Linked DNA regions of Mus musculus: regions 2, 3, 4 and 5 are each linked to region 1. The links are chromatin contacts, called in public HiChIP or PLAC-seq and promoter capture Hi-C maps. All regions are on one chromosome and are shown on one strand. The core of a region is the stretch at or near the end of the contact, and the rest is flanking DNA. Distances in the headings are between cores, read along the strand shown.

Evidence for each region. Promoter capture Hi-C pulls out the DNA fragments that hold promoters and counts their contacts. HiChIP or PLAC-seq counts read pairs in DNA pulled down with a chosen protein or histone mark.
Region 2: a contact with region 1 is called in an Esrrb HiChIP or PLAC-seq map of embryonic stem cells, with 14 times the contacts expected there. The contact joins the enhancer-like site here to the promoter of Nid2 in region 1. A contact is called at or near these places in 6 of 39 promoter capture datasets (the C10 cell line, the HPC-7 cell line, cranial neural crest and 3 more), 3 of 484 Hi-C or Micro-C datasets (all in embryonic stem cells) and 13 of 115 datasets of contacts at active chromatin or transcription factors (astrocytes, embryonic stem cells, extraembryonic endoderm stem cells and 2 more).
Region 3: a contact with region 1 is called in a promoter capture Hi-C map of the HPC-7 cell line, with 3 times the contacts expected there. The contact joins the enhancer-like site here to the promoter of Nid2 in region 1. A contact is called at or near these places in 5 of 39 promoter capture datasets (the C10 cell line, the HPC-7 cell line, cranial neural crest and 1 more) and 1 of 115 datasets of contacts at active chromatin or transcription factors (astrocytes).
Region 4: a contact with region 1 is called in a promoter capture Hi-C map of cranial neural crest. The contact joins the enhancer-like site here to the promoter of Nid2 in region 1. A contact is called at or near these places in 16 of 39 promoter capture datasets (the 3T3-L1 cell line, the C10 cell line, the HPC-7 cell line and 11 more), 2 of 15 datasets of contacts at CTCF or cohesin (embryonic stem cells and large pre-B cells), 15 of 115 datasets of contacts at active chromatin or transcription factors (craniofacial prominence, differentiating embryonic stem cells, embryonic forebrain and 6 more) and 1 of 9 other capture datasets (embryonic stem cells).
Region 5: a contact with region 1 is called in a promoter capture Hi-C map of embryonic stem cells. The contact joins the enhancer-like site here to the promoter of Nid2 in region 1. A contact is called at or near these places in 14 of 39 promoter capture datasets (the 3T3-L1 cell line, the C10 cell line, the HPC-7 cell line and 9 more), 1 of 484 Hi-C or Micro-C datasets (embryonic stem cells), 10 of 115 datasets of contacts at active chromatin or transcription factors (differentiating embryonic stem cells, embryonic stem cells, neural tube and 1 more) and 1 of 9 other capture datasets (embryonic stem cells).

The regions. Positions count from the first base shown.
Region 1 is chr14:19,749,816-19,752,624 of GRCm38.p6, forward strand. It overlaps Nid2 (nidogen 2), which reads left to right and starts at 1,442. Exons shown (of 21, transcript NM_008695.2): 1 at 1,442-1,750; 2 at 2,426-2,734. The coding sequence starts at 1,523.
Region 2 is chr14:20,215,657-20,218,465 of GRCm38.p6, forward strand. No RefSeq gene overlaps it. Among named protein-coding and RNA genes, the nearest start is that of Kcnk5, 35 kb to the left of the region's middle. Within about 2 kb of position 1,480, at least 32 of the 459 cell types and tissues checked have an H3K27ac peak or open chromatin away from gene starts, as enhancers often do. A contact at or near this core is called in embryonic stem cells and stem cell-derived epiblast-like cells, where this site is marked.
Region 3 is chr14:20,152,973-20,155,781 of GRCm38.p6, forward strand. All of the region lies in intron 1 of Kcnk5 (potassium channel, subfamily K, member 5), which reads right to left. Among named protein-coding and RNA genes, the nearest start is that of Gm52125, 17 kb to the left of the region's middle. Within about 2 kb of position 1,344, at least 67 of the 459 cell types and tissues checked have an H3K27ac peak or open chromatin away from gene starts, as enhancers often do.
Region 4 is chr14:20,066,208-20,069,016 of GRCm38.p6, forward strand. No RefSeq gene overlaps it. Among named protein-coding and RNA genes, the nearest start is that of Saysd1, 16 kb to the right of the region's middle. Within about 2 kb of position 1,329, at least 28 of the 459 cell types and tissues checked have an H3K27ac peak or open chromatin away from gene starts, as enhancers often do. A contact at or near this core is called in differentiating embryonic stem cells, where this site is marked.
Region 5 is chr14:20,046,946-20,049,754 of GRCm38.p6, forward strand. No RefSeq gene overlaps it. Among named protein-coding and RNA genes, the nearest start is that of Saysd1, 35 kb to the right of the region's middle. Within about 2 kb of position 1,381, at least 55 of the 459 cell types and tissues checked have an H3K27ac peak or open chromatin away from gene starts, as enhancers often do. A contact at or near this core is called in differentiating embryonic stem cells and embryonic stem cells, where this site is marked.

The DNA of each region.
Region 1 (2,809 bases), core at 192-2,691:
ACACTAGGAAATCAGGCTGTGGGGATTCCGTCTTGGAATTTGGTTTGCCACTAATTTGTAGGACAGACCTCCAGTCAAAGTTAGCTGCTATTGTTATGCTGAATGGAGGAGATGTGCCGAGCCTGAGGAAGAATCCATGAAGGATGGAAGAGGTGACCTTGAACAAGTCAAATAATCTCACATCTTTGAGACACCATTTTGTCCTCAGCAAAATGTAAATATTTGGTCCCAAGAGGAAAAATGAGAAAAAAAAAATGTGCAAACTTGAGTTTGTTTTGTGTAAGAGCAAACATACCCCTCTCCAGCTAGAGGGAGCAAACTGCTGTGGGCCTTTTTTGTTGTGTTGATTCAGAGTCTTTCAGTCTGGTGTCTTCAAGAAGTTTTAGTATTTGGCCCCATGGGTCTTTAAGAATTACATAGCTGGATAAACACAAAGAGAAAGCTCTGTTTGAGAGTCCTATATCTTTAAGTTTTTTTTTAAACTACCTTTGCTTCTAAGGAGCCTGTGGGGGATGGGCCAAGCCGAGAGAAAACGGACTGTACGTGGGAAATTTCACCCTCCTGATAATAAAATAGTAATAAAATCTCATCCGGCTCCCAGAGGGGATGTTTATGATGGAGGGGGTTCCCCAACACCGGCACAGCTGCTTTCCAGGTTGTAAGGTTTCCCATCCTGCAGGGCAGCTCGGGTTACCGACTCTGTGGCCTCCCGCTAGGGCAGTTCCTAAACTCCCAGGCTTTGGGAGAAACACTCAGTGGTTCCGCCCCGGCGCCTGGCCGCCTCACTCCAGGCTCCAACTCAAGGGGGTCACACAAAGTAGGATTCACCGTCTGCTGAAGGGTGGTTTCCCCCAGGGAAGGCAAACAGCTGGGGAGGACATTTCAGAGGGTGGCAGTGTCCTTACAAAGGTTAGCCAGCGCTTGGGGATAGAATTTAGGAGTCAGCCTTTCACAAAGGCATGCTTCTCAGCAGGAAATTTGGGTGGGGCGGAGCAGCCCCCGGATGGAGACAAAGCTCCTTTGATTCTTTATCCGAGGGCCAGGCCTCTAGCGAGAGGGGTACCCCGGACCCTAGGGCAGGGCGCGAACTCCAGTGTGTTCATTACCCTCCCTCGCTCTGCCAACCCAGTGCGCACAGTCGCTCCTGCCCAGAGCTGCACGCGCGCCGAGGGTCCTGCCAGCCCTTGAGGTCACCTCCTGCAGCGTCGTAGCCTACACTGGAGAGTTGGGGGTAGCCCAGGAGTAGTTGGGACAGCCTAGACCAGACCGGGCCAACGGCCTCACCTTCCAGCCCGGCCACTCCAGCAAACTACAGCAGTCTTAGAAAACCTAATGAGAACCACATGTAGTGGCCGCTGGCGAACTTTCTCAGAGTCGCTGATTGGTCAGTGGCCGAGAGCTGTAGCCAATCAGCGCGCTGGGCGGGCCCGTATTGCGGACCAGAGGTCCAAGTTGGAGTCTGGCGGGCAGTGTGGCCCGCAGAGACTTGCGGAGTGGAGGGCAGAGCCAGGGAGGAGTGAGCATGTTTCGGGACCCGACAGCCGGGTGGCTAACACCGCCATCACCGCTATCGCTGCTGGTGATGCTGTTGCTGCTGTCGCGAGTCGGGGCTCTGCGTCCCGACGAGCTCTTTCCTTACGGGGAGTCGTGGGGAGACCAGCTGCTGCCGGAGGGCGACGACGAAAGCTCAGCAGCTGTGAAGCTGGCAATACCCCTGCGTTTCTACGATGCCCAGTTCAGCAGCCTCTACGTAAGTTCAGCTCCCGGAGGTGCGCGGTTGGGTGTGGGACTCTTAGCTTCTTCCCAGGGAGTGGAACAACCTCCATGTTTAACTGTCGTCCCCTCTGGGGACCAGGCTTAGCAGCGGCGCTGCAACTTCTTGATCCTTACTGTGGAGGAATAAGGATCGTTTCAAGGGCGAGCTGGAACCGTGCCCCTCTACTTTGACATTCTAGGCAGGAAGATGAAGTTAAGGCTGCGAGTGGGGTTTGCGTTTAGGGCGGTGGGGGGGGGGGGACTGTGCACGCCGGCAGAGCTATCTTAAGGGCGAGCAATACTGGAGAAAGATGGACCGGTTCGAGAGCAGCCGCACCTGTGGGTCGCAGTGCACTGGAGGGTGAGATAGGAGCTTGCTACCCTGGATGTGGCTCAACCTTGATTGGAGTAGAAATATTTTCTACAATAGGTGGACGGTAGGTGCGTACGACTGGAGCACGGTGGCTGCCCTTGGGCTTGAGCGACCACCACTATTTTGACCTTTTAAAAATATTAAAAATGTTGGGGATTCACGTGCCACCTCGTGTGTATGAAGATCAGAGAACTGGCTTTTTCTTCCACCTTGTGTCCTAGAACTCAAGTCGTCGGGTTTGACGGCAAGGTGCCCTTACCTGCTGAACTGTCTCACCGCCCCTTGGTCTTATTGTAGGTGGGCACCAACGGCATCATCTCCACCCAGGACTTCCCCAGGGAGACTCAATATGTAGATGATGATTTTCCTACTGACTTCCCAGCCATCGCCCCTTTCCTGGCTGACATCGACACTAGTCACAGCAGGGGCCGGATCCTGTACCGCGAGGACACCTCCGGAGCTGTGCTGAGCCTGGCTGCCCGCTACGTGCGCACTGGCTTCCCGCTGTCGGGGTCCAGCTTCACCCCCACCCACGCCTTCCTGGCCACCTGGGAGCACGTGGGCGCCTACGAGGAGGTCAGTCGCGGGGCTGCGCCGTCAGGAGAGGTAAGTGAGGGATACCCTGCAGCTGAATAAATTAAAGGGACGGCCTGAATTTTGTGTTGGATCTAAGGCTTTGAC
Region 2 (2,809 bases), core at 230-2,729, 470 kb after region 1:
TGCTGTGGGGTCACTCGGGAACCTGTCAGTCATCCCTCACCCAGTTCACTTGCAGGTTCCCAGGAGAGAACGGACCTTGTAAGGAGATGGCTGGTGTTGTTTGCCTCTCCCTGGGGAAGGGATTCTCCCCAGACACCCCGCCTAGCACCATTTGCACCTTGAAGGTTGTTCTGTCAGTACAAAAAGATTTCTCCCTACCCTTGTTTGCTTTTCTGCTGCCGTGATAAATACTATGACCAAAAGCAACCCAGGGAGGACAGGTTTATATCATCTTACAGCTTGAAGGGAAGTCAGGACAGGAACTCAGGGAGGAACCTGGGGGCAGAAACTAAAGCAGAAGCCACGGGAAACGCTGCCTACGGGCTTGCATCCTGTGGCTGGCTCAGCCTGCTTGTTCATTACCATCAAGAACTCCTTGCCTAGGGCTGGCAGCACTCACAGTTGGTGGGGCCTTTCCATATCTATATTCATCAAGAAAATGCCCACAGAGTTGCCGACAGGCCAGTGTTACAGAGGCATTTTCTCAATTGAGATTATCCTCTTCCCAGATATGTTTGTGTCAAGTTGACAAAAACAACCAGCACAACACCCCGGTACCACCTGTCCAGGGGTGGCACTGCCCATAGTGGGCTGGACCCTCCCACAAGAAACCATCCCCACAGATTTGCCTACAGGCCAATCTGATGGCAATCCCTCAGCTGACAGTCTTTCTTCCTAGATGACTCTACCTTGGTTTTTTTTGGTTTGGTTTGGTTTGGTTTGGTTTTTGGTTTTTCAAGACAGGGTTTCTCTGTATAGCCCTGGCTGTCCTGGAACTCACTTTGTAGACCAGGCTGGCCTCGAACTCAGAAATCCACCTGCCTCTGCCTCCCTAGTGCTGGGATTAAAAGTGTGCGCCACCATGCCCAGCATGACTCTACTTTGTATCAAATTGACAAACAAACAAACCTCACAAAAGACAAATGCTAACAAGTACTGCCCCATTCTTTTACATAGCTGCAGGGTCCTGTTGTTTAAATACAGCATCATTTCCAACTAGTCCCTACTGGTGGGCATTTAAGTTGTAACCAACTATTGTAGGCTTCTGTAAACAGCCTACAGGTGCCATTTTGCACGTCTAAGGTCTGTAGGATAAATTTGTCTCAGGACACCTCAGGCTCGTGGGTCTTAGACATTGGTTCTGTTTGTGTGTTTGCTTCCGGTGTGGCTGACTCATTGTTTTCTGTGTGTCTGGGATGTTCTTGGCCTTTATGGCTCAGTTCTTAAGACGGGACCGTGAGATGAGGTGGCTTGGGACAGTGGGGGCCCTTGGAGGAGCCTCTGATGGGAAATGACAAAGTGCTGGGCTGTGAGTGGGTTGGTAGTGGAAAGGGATGGGGTGAGACACCGCACACTCAGAAGTCTGAAAGGAGTCAGCCAAGACCTAGGCCTGATTCAATCAACCTGGACCAGAATGAGGGTGGGGCTCCTCTCTGGAGGCATCTCACTTTTCCACTGCCTAGAGTGATTCAGAGCAGGACAGACCCCCACCCCATCCCCACCCCCAGGGTGGGCTTTGCCAGCCTGGCCTGGGGGAAGCTTCTGCCCGGTTTCTGTGGAGTGGGACAGAACTGTGTGTGGGATGACTACCCACTGTCCAGTTTAAAACCGAGTCTACACCTACACTTCCTTTTAGTGTGTGTGTGTGTGTGTGTGTGTGTGGTGAGCACATGTATATACATGCACGTGCCAGAGAGCACAGATAGAGATCTGAGGAGCAACCTTGAGTATTAGTGTTGAGGTTAGGTCTGTTGCTACATATTGTAATGCTAATTCTGTACCAAAAGGTCTAGGCCTCGGAGTGAATTCTCTCAGTTACAGACTTTTGTTGTGCAGATCTTGTTCCTTGTTTAAAAAAAAAAAACTATTAAAAAAATAATTGGCTACAGACAATGACTGGAAGGATTAGAGGTAAGTGGGTTTTGAGTTACAAGGTTGGGGGTAGAGAAGAGAAAGCAGAGACCAGGAGGAGAAGGAAGAACAAAAAAAAAAAAAAAGAGGAAGCCATCATGAGAGGAGATGGACCATGAGCCTGTGGCCAGGAGAAACAGCAAGTATCTGGGGTACACTGCTGGGGAGGCAGCCAGGTCAGCAGTTAGAAAAGTACCTTAGGGGTTACTCCCCAGTAATTATCAAAGCCAAATAAAACAAATCAGAGCCTGGGTCTTACTTATCTGTCACCTAGTTGAGGATAAGTTTAAATTGGTTGTACTACATGTTAGTCCTCATCTTCCAACTTGTTGGCTTTTATTGATTTATGTACTCATTTAGGTATTTATTCATATATTTATTTATCTATTTATTTTTGTTTAAAATATTTTTAATTGAAAATAGTTTATTCTATACAATATTGTTTAATTATGGTTTTCTCTCCCTCAACTCCTCCCAGTTCTTCCCCACCTCCCCCCATCCAGATTGACCTCTTTTCTGTCTCTCCTTAGAAAACTGGGAGGTAGGCATGGCGACACAAGCCATCTCAAAGATCCATAGAGTGAGCTCCAGGACAGTCAGAGCTACACAAAGGAACCCCAAAATAAACACAGAAGAGAAAATAAAATTAGCAGGCATCTAAGGGGTTGTAGTATAATAGTATGTAATGTAATAATATGATAAAAAGAAAAAACAAGCCAGTTGAAATAGAAAGAAACAAACAGAAGGAAAAGGGCCAAAGAAAAATCACAAGAAACACATAGACACAGAGGCACACACAGCCACACCCATGGGAATTGTATAAAAACACAACACCAGAAGTCACAATATATACTCAAAG
Region 3 (2,809 bases), core at 94-2,593, 400 kb after region 1:
CATGTCTCTAACACAATCCCCTCCCAGGTGGGAAGCCAAGGGTGGATGAAGACCCCACGTTAAATGGAGGGGTTCTCTGTACAAAAGTTAACAGCTAGATACATGCCAGGTAAACATACTGAGTACAACGTCTGCCAAAATTTTAAAGCTACAGACAGGCATAGGTCAAAGGAGGGAGACCCCAAACCAACCTTCATACACCAAAGCAACTTAGGAATCAGGGTGGGAGATGAGGGAATGTTAGTGTGCCCAGCTGAGCAGCTGGCATCCATCCAATCTGATAATCCCCACTGGGATTTATGGACACATAAGAATATCTTGGAATGGCTAGAGATAACTTGGTCAGTGAAGGGCTTGGGGTGCAAGCATGGGACAGAACCTGGACTCATTCCATCTTCATCATTTATGTAAAAAGTCCCGCAAGCCTGTGATCTCAATGGGGAAGTGGAGGCAGAAGGATCTAGGAGCTTACTGGTGAGCCAGCCTAGTCCATCAGTGAGTGAGCCTGAGGGCACCACTAAGACCAGTCTCAAACAGTGAGGCGGGCTTCTTCTGAGACTAATCTCTGGCTGTCATACACATACAAGTACATGAGCACACACACACACACACACACACACACACACACGCACACACACACACGCACACACACGCGCGCGCGCGCGCGTGCATCTCCATTGCAGACCAGGCCAAGTCAACTCTACCTCTTGCATTATTTTCTCAATGTTAACTTGGGGTTGGGAAGAGATGTAAGGCTTGCTTATATTAGATGAAACTAAGATTTTGACAATACAGAGTCACTGTGAGGCAGGGACTCTCAAGACCAGGCTGCACTGTCCAAGGAACCATCTTTAAGCTTAAAATACCAAGCCCTGCAGACACGTGTCCACAGATTTTAAAAATTCTCCAAAAGGTGTCAGGTGGTAATGGAACACACCTTTAACCCTAAGCTCAGGAGGCAGACAGGAGGATTTCTGTGGGTTTGAGGCCAGCCTGCTGTACAGATGAATCCCAGAACAGCCAGGGCTACACAGTGAAACCCTGTCTCCAAAAACAAACAAACAATCCCCATGGTGACACACACCTACAATCTTAACAGTCCAGGAGAAGTATGAGGAGAGTCACAAGCTCAAGGCCAACCTGGACACCAAGACCCTATTTCAAAAACACACACCAAAGCAAGCCAACAAGAAAGCAATTTCTCTCAAAGCAAAATGAAAAACAGAACAAAACAAAAAACATTAGCAGCTGCCTTTAGTGCAGGCTGGCATGGAGTGGGAGCTGTGGAGCTCGAGCAGGGGGAATAGGGCAGGGATAAGGAATTCCTGGTATTTCTTCACTGCCTTCTCCCCAACTCAGGGTGACTGGGGTGAGGCTCAGAGGGCAGCCATAGTTCAGAGCGAGGTATAGGCAAGAGCCCATTAGTACCAACTCCCTCCCTGGGCCCGCTGGAGGCCCAGCTCATAGCAGCCTTGCCTTATCCAGAGAGGACAGATGATGGATGGCCCAGGGGAGGGCCACACCACGTTGTTCCTTCCTCAGTGTGCTTGGCTGTTAGAGCATACCAAGAACGGAGACTCTCTAGGAACCCTTCGCCTTTCTGCCCACGTCTTCTCTACAAAACAAGATCTGACCACAACCTCCTAAAATACCAGTTTTCTACTGCTCAGACCAGCACCTTTCCTCGCCTACCCCTTCTCTTTAGCATGTTCAAAATATATTGCTATCAGCATCGAAATTTATTGAGCCTTAGCCCAGCTCCCACATCAGGAGCCCCATAGCCAGGAACAGTTTGCCTTCTGTCTTCCTCAACCCAGCTCACACTGGAGGGAAGGCCCCTTTCCTGTCTAGACTCATATTTTGTCTTTGAAGGAGTGTATGTCCAGTGCCCACCCAGCCTGCTGTTCCTTCACCCACTGCAGAAGCAACCAGCCGGAGCACAGGTGAGAGAGAGAGAGGGTGGGAAATGACACATTTACTCTCTGCATGCATTGGGACACTATAGACCTATCCTACTTATCCATGTTAGCATTAACAATCCGTGCAGGTGTTTTCCAAGACAGCATAGTAGATGCTAGAAAACAGGGAGCTGTGTATTTCTTGGACCAATGATACCGGTACCATGGCAACATAACACAGTGACTGAGCTATGGGTAGGTAGCAGACACAGTGTGGATACACTGGATGAGAAGGGATGATTCATGTCCCAGGCAGGAAGCGGCCAAGAGCATGAATTTTCATCATGTGACTCACAAGTTAGTTAGTTCGAGTTCATGAATTACTTCTGGAATTTTCTGTTGAATACTTCTGGACCACAACTGACCATAGGTAATCAGAGATTGTAGAAAGTGAAACCACAAAGGAAAATGACTGTTCTGTGGCTTCTTGACCTGGACAGTACCTTAACATAGGGAAGGGGAAGCCTTTAGCTTCGTCTTAGCCCCCAGAGAAAGTCAGGGCCTGAACTGGAAAAGTGAGGTTCAAAGGCTTTCCCAGGAGGTGCTAACAACAACTACATAGCCAATTTTCATGTGCAAGTGGTGTGTTTGTGTAAACATGAATATGCACACGTGTGTGCATGTGGAGACCAGAGACCGACCGACCGTCCTCTGGAGTGTTCCTTAGTTCCTCTCCACCTTAACTTTTTTAGACAAGGTCTCTGGCTGAACCCGGATCTCACAGATTCAGTTACGCTGGGAGGCTAGAGAGCTCCGAGAATCCACCTGTCTGTGCCTCCCCTGGGCTGAGATTAGAGGCGCACGCATGTCTCTCTGTACCTGGATTTCCACTTGAGTACTGGATGTGAACC
Region 4 (2,809 bases), core at 79-2,578, 320 kb after region 1:
AGTTCTTTGGTTATGCTCATAAATAAAGCTAAGGATTTTAGTATTGATAAATGTAGTGATATGTTTAAATTTAGGGTCAGGTATCATTATAGATATTGCTAGTGTTACAGCTTTGGTTGCAATAGTTTTATGGGTATTTCTAGGGTTGTTTGTATCAGGTTTCTATGGTTTGCTATTTGGTCTTGTTCTGTGTTAATTTTATAGTTAGCACTTATATGAAGAGAAGAATATGTATTGTTTAAGAATGGTGTTAGGTTAGGGTTACTTTCAGGTTAGGGTTATATCTGGCATTTGTGCCAATGTTAAGGCTAAGTAGACTTAAAGATGGAGAAAGGATAGGCCTATAGTTATGGAATAGACTACATTTAAGATTAGGTCTAGGTTTAGCATTGGAATAGGACTAATCTAGGTTCAGGTTAGGGTTAGACCTAAGTTTAGGCTTAGGCTTGGGTTTAGACTATTGGTTATATTAGGTATAGGGTAGGTTTGGGTGTAGGATTAGCATTAGTGTTAGTTTTAGGATTAGCATTAGGGATAGGGATAGTCTAGATTCAGTTATAGCTACGATTAGAATTGGGTTAGACACAGGGTTAGAGTTATGGTTAAGGTTGAGGCTGCATATAAGTGATCTACTTGCTGATCACAGTGATCATTGTGCCTTTCCTCATGCCAGGCCTTTACTCTGACACTGTGAACTGTATCCCTCAGAAACCATAAGCTTGACGAAATGCTTTCTTTGATATAAAAATAGAATTTGTAATTAGACACAAAAATAAAGTGCCAAGCCCCATGTTACCTGTAACACTGTCAACTTGAAGCAGCCATGTAGAGACAGAATGGATAAGTGCACACTCGAGGCCAGAACCACCAGGGACACTGCGGGAAAGTACAGATTTCTGTGCGCAGGTGACAGCACATTTTGAGAAGACAGAATGGCATTTGCATGTGTTTGCATCAATGCACATGTGCACGCAAGCATGCATGTGTACACACACTGCAATAAAAAGTTAAAACATAAAAATACATGCTATCATACCATCTGCAGATAAAAATGATTTACCTCTTCTTTTTCTAACCCTGTGCCCTAACTAAAGCCTTCAGTATAACACTGATATGCTAGGGCCCCATTCCATCTTCTAATTCACAGTAGTGAGAGGGCTTGAAATATCACCTTCCTCCATTCTTAACACAGCGTATAAAGGCAGTTCCCACTCAACAGGTAGGGAAAGGAAGGGAGGTGTTTCTGCGACCTCTTCTGGCAAAAGGTCTTCATATATTTGGCCTTAGGAAGTGAAAATGTGCATACCAGGTATGGGGTGCCACCTTGTGGACATAAGAATTTAGTGCCTCTGAGCAGCATCTTCTGCTGCTTTGTCCACTCTTAAAGCTGATGAGATAAAGGTGGGTCGCCCTCACCACAGCACATTTTCTCTCTCACACAGAAACACAGCTGTCGTAGTGTTCTACTGCTGTGAGGAGCTGCCATGATCGTGGCAACTCTTATAAAGGAAAGCATTTCTTCTGGGGTTTTGTGGGCCTGAGTACCAGAGATTTCTGTGGAAATCTCTGGCCAGGCCTGGTGCGAGGAAGCGAATGCGGTCAGGGAGGGGTAATTGCTTCCCCGCTTCCGGGCCTCCGTCTCCGCCATGCAGTAATTCCATGCTACCCTGCACTGAGTCGGGTCAGGCTGGGCTGATGAGAAGCCGACTAGCCAGTGAGGAGTGCGGCAGGGCCTCAGGCGGCGCTTCAGGAGAGTAGATCTCAAGTGTTACAGCTCTTAGGACAAAAGTCTTGGACGACAGAGTAGTTCTCCCACCCCTAATCCTTCTGTATAGGATTCTTATATACAGTTTTGAGATGGGTAAGGGTCTGACAGCAGGTATTTCTCATTGGTTTGGTCTGAGAGCTTTGGGGAAACCTTATTTGCTTGTGGGAGGGCTTGGTGCTATTCCTGTGATGGCCACGTACCTCTCTCTGCGGGGGTGGGGGTGGGGTGGGGGGAGGCTGAAGCTACAAGACAGGAGTCAAGGACCCAGGAGGCGTGGCCGAACACATGCCATCCCATGCAGATAAAAGTCACCACCCATAGGGTCGCCGGGGTTCCAGACCTTTGCTCAACTTGAGACCAGGCTGTCTGTGCACAGCCCACCGCCCCACAGGGTTTGTTTACAGTTCAGAGGTTCAATCCATTATCATCATGGTGGGAAACATGGCAGCCTGCACATAGACATGGTGCTGGATTTGAAAAGTTCTACATCTAGATCTGCCAGCAACAGGAAGAGAGAGTTACTGGGCTGGCTTAAGCATTTGAAAACCTCAAAACCCACCCCCAGTGACATACTTCCCCCAGCAAGACCCACCTCACAATAGCGCCACCCCCTGGAGACCAAGCATTCACATCTATGTGTCTATGGGAGGCATTCAAACCACCACATTCCACTCCCTGGCCCCTACAGGCTTGTAGCCACATCATAGTGCAAATGTGCGTTCAGTCCAACAAGTCTCCATAGTCTAGGAAGGTCTCAACACTGTCTGCAAGTCCAAAGTCCAAAGCCTCGTCTGAGACTCACGGCAATCTCCTAACTTTAATCCCCTACAAAATCAAAATAGAAAAGCAGACCACATACTTCAAACATACAATGGTACAGAATATAAATTACCATTCTAAAAGGAAGAAACGGGAGCACAGTAAGGAAAGAATGGACCAGAAAGACCTAAAACCAGCAGGGCACACTCCAAACTCTGTGTCTTCGTGTCTGATGTCAAAGCACTCTTCAAATCTCCAAGTCCTTTCAGCTTTGTTGACTGC
Region 5 (2,809 bases), core at 131-2,630, 300 kb after region 1:
TAATGCATTAAGTCAGATAATTAAGTTGGGGCAGAATAGCTATTAAGCTTCCATAATTCATCTGGAAGTTTCATAATGAGCCCTCCTGCCATTATTTTTTTTAATTTATATATTTATTTTGCAACATAAAACATGCCAAGTGGAGTCTGAGGGATGAAAATGATATGCAGAGTTTGTGCCTAAAATTCTGAAATGAAGTTACTCTGTGTATCATCACTCTTTCATTCAAGCAATCAGCTTGAAGTACTGAGCATGCGTATAGAATCCTGGAGCAAAGGGGACATAGGAATGGAGAACATATTTACTAGCTATTGTGTGACACTATTCCTAGGGAGACATCCGCTCACCTCAGATACAGAAGTGATGACAGGCTGTAAGGAGATTATCAAAGTCCAATTTGGTGAACCAATGAGTTTTTTTTGTGGGGGGGGATACTTACAAGAATATGAGTGATGGGTTATTTTTAGAAGCAGAAATGACTCAAAGACAGCAGCATCAACAAAAGCCCATCCCAGCATGGGTCATGTAAGCTGGAAACCTGGAGCACACTGCCAAGCCTGAAGTCAGCTCTATGGGTTGGAGTGTTTTTCTAGGTAATTAAGTTGGTCTGTGAGGCTCTTTCAAGTGACTCAGCCCATCTAAGAGTCTCTTAGCAGTCCCATGCTTATATATGCTTGCGAAAAGAGGAGCCCAGCAAGTCTGGTCGTTTGTAGGGACTTCCTGAGGCTATTGTGTTGTTTAGTCCTCAAGCTACAGGGTGAGGTATTTCACCTTCCCTTAGAGCACCTTGTTATTTTACCTCCATTTTAACATCTTGCATCCTGAAGAGCTTCTCTCCAAGGTTTTGACATTAGAGGAATCTGCTATACAACACAAGCAATGCTAAGAGTCATCTAAACAATAGCAGACTCTTTTTTTTTAAGTATTACTGTGTGTACATGATATGATATATGGGTGACTGTATGATATGTATGTGGGTGCACATGCCACGATGAGCATGGGGAGAACTGTGGAGCCAGAGCCTTCATGTGTGTTCCAGGGCTTTAGCTCAGCTGGTCCAGTTTGCATCATCAGCTACAAACACCTTTCCTTCTAGGCCAGCTCCCCAGCCCCAGTATCCAATTTCTGGTAATCCCTGTCTCCAGTAGCTTACAATGAGGAGAGGAGATGATCTGCACAGAGACAAGTGTAAGTCTAAATTTAAAACCTAAGACAGTGTAGCAATGTTAAGAAAGACAATGGGGCTTAAGGCAAGTGTGGATTGTAAATGTGAACGCATATTGTCACTAAAGCCCTTCTTCTAAAACAGGCTTCTGGCCTGCTCAGCCTGGAAGGCTATGTTCATAGGGGCTCTCTGCCTTGAGGAAGGTTTCTATGGCAACAGGAGCTGCTTCCACTGTATACCAGCTGTGCAAACCTGATAGCTGCTTGGCTCCTGCATGCACTGTATTTCTTCATCTGTAAAATGGCCACGAGTTACAACCATTTCCTAGAGTAGCTAAAATGTTTGAATGAAGATAAGGTATTTAAGCCATCAGCACCTTGTATGCATGCAGATGTGACAATATTATGGTCTTCATGAACAGAGGAAAATAGGTGAGCTCCCAGGTCTGCAGCCAAGCATGGTCCAAGCCGCCTGCTATAGGACAAGAGGAATCAGCACGGGTTGTCAGCCCCCACTCTCCACCAGGAGCATGTGGGACACAAAGAGAAACAAATAGGGACAGGATACAATGTAGCCAGCTTCTTTTGTCCCTGTTGTCATTGTTCAAGAGGACCCAGGAGAGTTTCCTTTGTCCTGCCTTCTAATTGCTCTCTATTCAAATGTGTTGAGGTGCTGGGCACAGGCACTGAGGCCAGGCTTCAACCTTCTTGAATGAGAATTAAAGGAATTAAAGGAAAAATTCTTTAATCAGTGAGTTGCTATTGCCTAAAGAAACCCAGTGCTGATCAGAAATATTTCATGGTTTATATAGGGTTAGGCATTGGCATAATTTTGTGGCCATATTAGGGTGATTTTTTTTATCCCCATCCCAAAGGATACATTTCTCAAGACTAAGCAAGTTTTACAGAAGCTGATATCTGCAGTTTTATCCCTAAACATTAGGCAGAGCTCAGGGAACCCTAGCAGACAAGGAGGGATTGAGGACACCAGGAGAACATGGCCCACATGATCAACTAAGCAGGGCTCATAAGGGCTCACAGAGACTGTAGTAGCAACCATAGATTCTACATAGGTGTGCACTAAGTCCTCTGGGTATATGTTATGGTTGTATAACTCAGAGGTTTTGTTGGGAGTGTTGGCTGTCTCTGCCTCCTTTGCCTGCTTTTCAGACCCCTTTCTTCCTTCTGGGCTGCCTTGTCCAGCCTTGATGTGAGGGTTTGCATCTAATCCTATTGCAGCTTGTTATGCCATGTTGATATCCCTGAGGGCCCTGCTCTTTTTTTGAAGGGAAACGGAAGATCCTGGATTCCACCGATCTGGGATAGAGAAGAGGTTTTGGGGGAAACTGGGAAGGGTAGAGGGAGGGAGATAGTAGTCGAGATGTGTTATATGAGAGAAACAAACAAACAAACAACAACAATAATAATAAACAATGACAGTTTTATCTTTAGCAAACAGAACTTGGGGTCTGAGTAGATGCTGGTGAGAGAGGAGCAGATGTGACCCTTTCCAGAAACAGAGAAGGGGACAAGCAGTTTGCAAAGGCTGCAATCAGCAGCTCAGCATTCGTCGTTCTGTTGTCTCAGCTCACAGGAAGACGTCTGTCTTCTGTTTCCTTATTCCTATGTAACCTAATATTTCCTA